Linked DNA regions of Macaca mulatta: region 2 is linked to region 1. The links are chromatin contacts, called in public Hi-C maps. All regions are on one chromosome and are shown on one strand. Each heading gives the region's core, a stretch centred on a gene start, on an enhancer-like site or on the middle of the called end of the contact. The rest is flanking DNA. Distances are from core to core; before and after follow the strand shown.

The links. A called contact is a pair of places that touch in the nucleus more often than the background predicts.
Region 2: a contact with region 1 is called in a Hi-C map of CD4 T cells, with 3 times the contacts expected there. The contact joins the promoter of IFIT5 here to the promoter of IFIT3 in region 1. A contact is called at or near these places in 2 of 14 Hi-C or Micro-C datasets (CD4 T cells and blood).

The regions. Positions count from the first base shown.
Region 1 is chr9:101,401,460-101,405,191 of T2T-MMU8v2.0, forward strand. It overlaps IFIT3 (interferon induced protein with tetratricopeptide repeats 3), which reads left to right and starts at 1,881. Exons shown (of 2, transcript XM_001086192.5): 1 at 1,881-1,987. The coding sequence starts at 1,983. LOC144331164 (a long non-coding RNA gene) reads right to left here and starts at 1,858. Exons shown (of 4, transcript XR_013398117.1): 1 at 1,735-1,858. It overlaps LOC144331163 (a long non-coding RNA gene), which reads left to right. Exons shown (of 3, transcript XR_013398116.1): 3 at 1,579-1,633.
Region 2 is chr9:101,474,578-101,478,309 of T2T-MMU8v2.0, forward strand. It overlaps IFIT5 (interferon induced protein with tetratricopeptide repeats 5), which reads left to right and starts at 2,066. Exons shown (of 2, transcript XM_001086665.5): 1 at 2,066-2,161. The coding sequence starts at 2,157. LOC144331165 (a long non-coding RNA gene) reads right to left here and starts at 2,063. Exons shown (of 2, transcript XR_013398118.1): 1 at 1,568-2,063.

The DNA of each region.
Region 1 (3,732 bases), core at 631-3,130:
TACATATTCTCACTTGTTTGTGGAAGCTAAAAATATTAAGACAATTGAACACATGGAGATAGAGATTAGAATGATGATTACTACAGGCTGGGAAGACTAGTAGTGGGGGAAGTGGGGATGCTTAATGGGTACAAAAATATACCTAGATAGAATTAATAAGATCTAGTGTTTGGGCCGGGCGCGGTGGCTCAAGCCTGTAATCCCAGCACTTTGGGAGGCCGAGGCGGGCGGATCACAAGGTCAGGAGATCGAGACCACAGTGAAACCCCGTCTCTACTAAAAATACAAAAAAAAATTAGCCGGGCGCGGTGGCGGGCGCCTGTAGTCCTAGCTACTCAGGAGGCTGAGGCAGGAGAATGGCGTGAACCCAGGAGGCGGAGCTTGCAGTGAGCCGAGATCGCGCCACTGCACTCCAGCCTGGGCAACAGCGTGAGACTCCGTCTCAAAAAAAAAAAAAAAGATCTAGTGTTTGTTAGAACAAGAAGATGACTATAGTCAACAATAATTTATTGCATATTTCAAAATAACTAAAAGAGTATAATTGGATTGTTTGTAATACAAAGAATAAATGCTTGAGGTCATTTACCCTGATGTGATTATTACTCATTGTATGCTGTATCAAATATTTCATGTACCCCATAAATATATATACCTTCTATGTGGCCACAAAAATTTTTTTAAATAAGAATTGGCTTAAAAAATGCAGTTTCCTATGGTCAGATACCTAATATCGACAAAAAAAGTCAAACTCTGTAAAACATTTGAAGAGATTTATTCTAAGCCAAATATGAGTGACCTGTGGCCTATGACACAGCCCTCAGGAGATCCTGAGAACAAGTGCTAGGCTACGACTTGGTTTTTATACATTTTAGGGAGACATAAGACATCAATCAATACATGTAAGGTGTACATTGGCTAGGTCCAGAAAGGTGGGACGATTGGAAACAGGGAAGCAGGGCAGCTTCCAAGTCATAGGCAGATTCAAAGATTTTCTGATTGATGATTGGTTGAAAGAGTTATTATCAATAGAAAGGAATGTCTGGAGACATTCAGTAGAAATTCAATAGACAATCAATAGAAAGGAATGTCCGGGTTGTGGAGATCAAGATTTTATTATGCAGATGAAGCCTGCAGGTAGCAGACTTCAGAGAGAATAGGATATAAATGTTTCTTGTAACACTTGAAAAGAGCATGTTGTGGCTGGGTGCAGTGGCTCACGCCTGTAATCCCAGCACTTTTGGAGGCCGAGGTGGGTGGATCACCTGAGGTCAGGAGTTCAAGACCAGCCTGACCAACATGGTGAAACACCATCTCTACTGAAAATACAAAAATTAGCTGGGCGTGGTGGTGGGCGCCTCTAATCCCAGCTACTCGGGAGGCTGAGGCAAAAGAATCACTTGAACCCAGAAGGCAGAGGTTGCAGTAAGCTGAGATCATGCCACTGCATTCCAGCGTGGGCAACAAAGTAAGACCCTGTCTCAAAAAAAAAAAAAAAAAAGAGTGTGTTCTATTAGTAATTCTAAAAGGAAAAAGGGTGTAATGAGGTATATCCAGCTTCCCCTTCCCATCAATTTTCAGGTTAACTTTGGAATGCCGTTGGCCAAAAGCAGGGGTCCAGTCACGTGGTTGGTGAGTATGGCCTTAGAATTTAATTTTTTGATTTACATTAGGAATACTTCCACATTCTCTCAAACAAATTTTAGTCATGATTTTGAACAATGTACTCTGGCTCACCCGTTGCAGGTCTCAAGCTGTTAGGTTTCATTTTCCTCCTCCTGACGATTTTAAATTAGTTTCACTTTCCAGTTTCCTCTTCCTTCCCCTAAGAGCAATTACTCAAAACATCAGCTGATGCGTGCCCTACTCTCCCACCCCTTTATGTAGTTCCTTCAGTATTTAGTTGAGGCAGACAGGAAGATTTCTGAAGAACAAATCAGCCTGGTTACCAGCTTTTTGGAACAGCAGAGACGCAGAGAGCAGTCATGAGGTCAGTGAAATAAAAATGCAGAATCATGCTTGTTATTGAGTGCACATTGTAAGTTGAGCTTCTTACTGTGCAGGCACATTCCTGAATTGTCCTGATGTTTATAGATTCAATATGTCTTTATCAGTCTGAGCATTTATAAGATGTTTGAGGGTTTTTTCCCTGTGGCTTTTTTTGGTGTATACACAGGCTCCTTAAGTTTCTGGAACTGTTCCCTATGGAACTATATACGGGGGAGGCAGAGTGGGGAATGCATCAGCTCATGTTTCCTCCTTGTGTGCAGCTATTCCCTGTGATGAGAGGAAGGCTTGGCAGGAGCAGTGTATTTCACTCAGCCACAAACTTTGCTGATTCAAGGGTAGACCTAAGGGAATTACTCTTCTGGGGCTTTTCTGTTACTGCCATTTTGCTTGAAAAGATTAAGTCACAGGCGTTTTTTCTTGTAATTTTAAAAGGAGGAATTTATTTTCAACAGATACTGTGAAAGATATAATCAATACCGCAGACCCACTCATGAAGAGGGCAATTTTGCCCTGAAACGTTGCATTACTTTAAGGTGGGAAGTGCAAGAAACAATTCTTACAAAGGAGCGTTTTTGTCATTTCTTATATAAAAACAAACCCAAAGTTTAGCACTTATTTTTATTGATGTAGTGAATGCTGGTCAGCAGCAGAAAAGAATTTCTCCTCAAAAGTGTAATGACCTAATCTCTTATCTAAAACTGTTCTAATCTCTAATGATGGAAAGCAAATCAGTGGTTGCCTGGAGATGGGGGGGATTGAGTAGGAAGGCTCCCAAAAGAATCTTTTGGAATCATAGGAATAGTCTATAGGGAGGTAGTGGTGGTGGCTACATAAGCATAAACATTTATCAAAACTCATCAGACTATACACTGAAAATGGGTGCATCTTATTGTATATAAAGTATAATCTCAGTAAACTTGATTTTTAAATATATATGTTGACCTCCTGGAGTTCTTCAGGGGATAGCACGTCAGGGAGAACTAAGAGAAAAGGATGCCTTTCCCACCAAGCATCTCCAGGGAAGGAGTGAGGAAGTGATTGCCAGGGAGGGAAGACCCCATCAACCATTTAGGGGGACAGAAAAGGAAAACTGGATTCCCTATCCTCTGCCCCAAGGACTTGAAGATGCTCTGCAATGTCATGTTTGGGGATGAAATGGGTAAGAGGAATTCACTGCCAAATACCTCAGGCTAACCCTTTTATATAGAGTAAGTTCCTGGTCAAGAGCGATGTCAGTTGTGTCTGTGTGAGTGGGGTTGACCAGAAGCCAGGCACTACCCAGCATCTTAGTAAGCAGCTTGCAGGAAAGGTTTTGCAGGGTCCTGTCTTTAGCTTTGTCTATAGCCACTGACCTGAGGAGGTCTGAGGGGGACTCTCTGAACTATGCTGGACTCAGGTTCACATCAAGGTGCTCCTATTTCCAGAGGCTGTAGGAACAGGAAGAGGTTGGGCTGCTCCTCTCCAGCAGTGCTAAAAATTTCCAAATGGGAAAATCACCTGGAGAACTCGCTGGCACATGCCAGCTGATGGGCATCCTCCTCTGCCCCATCCACCGAGGAACTCTGTTGCCCCCTTTACACACTCAAAAATTCACTTAAAATTATAACACAAATATATTAATACCAGCAATCATGGTGGTAACATTTCTTTGTGATCTGTAGTTAGTGGGCACGGTGTTAAACGCTTTTTATGCATGACCTCATATCACCCTTCCAACAGCCCTAG
Region 2 (3,732 bases), core at 816-3,315, 73 kb after region 1:
CAAGAAAATCTCCAAATTTTGGGCTTCCAATCCATTTTGCTTCAATTATTTAATATTGTTACTCCTTCCAGTAGATATTGATTTCATCCATTGTCCTGACAGAGATTATGGCACATCTCAAATTAAATGCTAAATTTTCACTGGAAGTACATTTTTTGCTTCAACTTTTATTTTAAATTCAGGGGTACATGTTCAGGAGGTTCAGGTTTGTTACATAGGTAAACATGTGCCATGGTGGTTTGCTGAACAGATCATCCCATCACCAACATATCATCCCATCACCTAGATATTAAGCCCAGCATCCCTTAGCTGTACTTCCTGATGTTCTCCCTCCCACCAACCCCACCTCCAACAGGCCCCAGTGTGTGTTGTTCCCCCCTGTGTCCATGTGTTCTCATCATTCAGCTCCCACTTATAAGTGAGAACATGCAATGTTTGATTTTCTGTTCCTGCATTAGTTTGCTGAGGATAATCATGGGAAATACTTGCTCTGTATTTAGATTTCATAAAATTTGCAACTTAAAAAGTAGATTCATGTACCTAAGTTTTTCCAAATATTCTTTAAAGTTTTCTATTAACTTATCAGTTTTTAAATTTATATTAAATTAAAAATCAGGTCTTTAATAGCCACATGTGACCAGCAGTTTCTGTGTAAGACAGCACAACTGTTAGAAGTGATTGCCTTAAATGAGGCACTAGCTTCAGGCACTAAGTCTTAGGGGGTGGGGTGCCAAGAAGCTCAGTGATCAAGGTAGACAATATTTCAATGCAATATGTTTTTAAAAATTCAAAATCAGGCCAGGGATGGTGGCTCATGCCTGTAATCCCAGCACTTTGGGAGGCCAAGGTGGGTGGAACAATGTTTAAGGATTAGAAAAATGTTTGAGCCCAGGTGGTGGAGACCAGCGTGGGCAACATGGCAAAACCCCACCTCTACAAAAAATAAAGTAATGAGCCCGACATGGTGGTGGACACCTGCAGTCCCAGCCACTCAGGAGGCTGAGATGGGAGGATCGCATAAGCCCTGGAGGTTGAGGCTGCAGTGAGCTGTGATCTCACCATTGCACTCCAACCTGAGCGACAGAGTGAGACCCTGTCTCAAAAAAAAAAAAAAAAAAAAAAAAAAAAAATCAAAATCAATGCAAAAGGTGAATTACGGACAGGATATTGAGATTTTGAATACAGACATTAACTCAGTAAGGGTAAGGCCCGAGTCTGTTTTCTTTATTGTTATATTGACAGTACTTTGAACAAAGTCTGGCTCTTACAGTTGTTTGTCAACATCTGCCGAATGAATTCAGAGGGGACAAAATGTTTAAGGTATGGGTGGGTGTTTGACATTTTCTGCCTAGATCCCAATACCACTCTCGTCTTTATTGGGTACTCATTACACAAAGCACCATTGGCGAAGGTTGGAAGAGAAGCACTCTCCTACGATTGTGGGTAGGAGTGGATTTTTAAAGCTATTTGGTAATATCCGTCAAAACTTAAAATGTATATAGATTTTAACTCCAAATTTCTCTAGCTTACACCCAACAGAAATAACAGCATAGATGTATAGCATTACCGTGTTTCTTGTTGAATCAAAAGACTGGAGTGGAAGCAGGGACTTCAGTTTCCGCCTGTAATCCCAGCACCTTGGGAGGCAGAGGCGGGTGCATCGCTTGAGATCACGACTGAGTGACACAGTGAGACCCTGTCTCAAATAAACAAAGAGTTAAACGGGCAGCACGCGAACTCAGCGGACTCAGAGAGGCAGATAAGAGCCGAGACCAAAGTGCAGGAGCCCAGCTGCAAATTTAACTCCGAAAAACCCTGGACTTCGCAAACGTCTGGCCGCGGCTCTTGAGCTCTTCTATTAAGTTTCGGATTCTGAAGCTTCGTTAAGTTTCCATTTCTTAAGTTTCGTTTTCTGAGAGCTCGGGCATCACATTCAATTTCCAGTTTCCTCTTCTAGCTGGGGTTGGGGTACCTCCTTTAACAAAGACGGGCCGCGCGGCCGACTCCTAGGGCTGCCGCGGCCTGGCGGGCGCGCGCGCGCACGCGCACGCGCACCCGCCCTCCCACTGCGCGGCTGCCCTCGGTCCCAGGTGCTGAGGAGAGAGAGAGCGCGCGAGGAACTGCGCCGCCCTGACGGCCTGCAGAGCGTTGCCATCATGAGGTAAGAGTTTTCCTCTGCCTCTCCTCCCAAGCCCCGGGTTGGCCTTTGTTTCAAACCGGGCATCTTTTATTCATTTCCAGCGCAATTCTGCGGCCTTTTCAGGGGCCAAGCCCCTCGCGCCCGGCAGCCAGGCATCTGCGTTGGGGACCCTCCCCAGGCGCTCTGTCCCGGCGCACGGCGTCTGAAGTCGGGCCTATCGGGGAGGGTGGCCGAGTGGACGCTTCTCCGGAGTCCGGTCCCTCTCGAGCGCCTGAGGAGGCCAGTCAGGGAGGAGGAACAGGAGATGCTCCCCGGCAGCCTGCCCCATCCCTGGCGTCTGCGGTCGGGACTGTCAGGGCATGTGCCGAGCGACGCTCCCCCAGGAGGCCTGTCCACCCCGCGCGACCCGACGGCTTTTCTCGGAAGCGGCGACGGAGACCGTGCGGGGCACGCGGACGCCGCCTCCGGGAAACTGGTCAGAGCCTGCAGAGCCCCCGGGGCCGTTCCGGGGGCAGCTGCTACATGCAGAGTCTCCTTAGGCCCTATCGCGTGCCTCTGTTTCCAGCTGCCATTCCCTCGGTGTGGCATACGCGGTTTCGCCGCAGCCCTCCAGGTGTCACATTCGCCTGCCACTGCCATTTTGCCTTTCTGATTTCTGGGTCTGAGTTCTTCCCTTCCGGGGAGCTACCTCTGTACCAAGCACAGATTGTTATCATCCCACCCAATCCGCTATTTTATGAGGATTTCTTTATCTGACTCCTTTACTGATTCAGTATGATGGCGTCCTTTTCTTAATCATTTTGTATCCCCAGGGGCTAGTACCCTGCCCTGCACGTGGTTAGTGAACCTTCCGCATTTAATGAGTTGAGGAATAAGAGGTTAAGGTTAAGGTCTTGGGCTCTAAAAGCAGATAGTCCCTTGTTCTAAATCCTGACTGAGCTCCTACTAGTTGAGTGACCACAAAGTTTCTCAAACTCTGTGAGTCTGTTCCTTATCTGTAAAAATTAATGGTGACCATCTCTTGGGACTGTGGAAAAGGACAATAATAAATCCTAGCAATTGACTGCTTAGCACATAATTCTTGCACAATAAATGTTAACTATTCTCATTATTATAAGTTAAAAAAAAGTTTAAGTGCCACCCACACATCTAACTTTTTTTTGAGATGGAGTCTCGCCCTGTCACCCAGGCTGGAGTGCAATGGCTCAATCTCGGCTCACTGCAACCTCCGCCTCCCGGGTTCAAGCGATCCTCCTGCCTCAGTTTCCCTTGTAGCTGGGATTACAGGCGTGCGCCACCACTCATGGATAATTTTTTGTCTCTTTAGTAGAGACGGGGGTTTCACCATGTTGACCAGGCTGGTCTCGAATTCCTGACCTCGTGATCTGCCGCTCTCAGCCTCCCAAAGTGTTGGGATTATAGGCGTGAGCCACTGTGCCTGGCCACATGTAACATTTTTAAGAAAGGAGAGTGCTATCAGGATGGGGCTTAAAAAAAAAAAAAAAAAAAAAAGAGGGTGGTGTGCACCGTACATATGCAGGATGGGGAGGAAAAGGGCTGGGCCCCATTGGGGACTGTCCCCCAAGGACAAT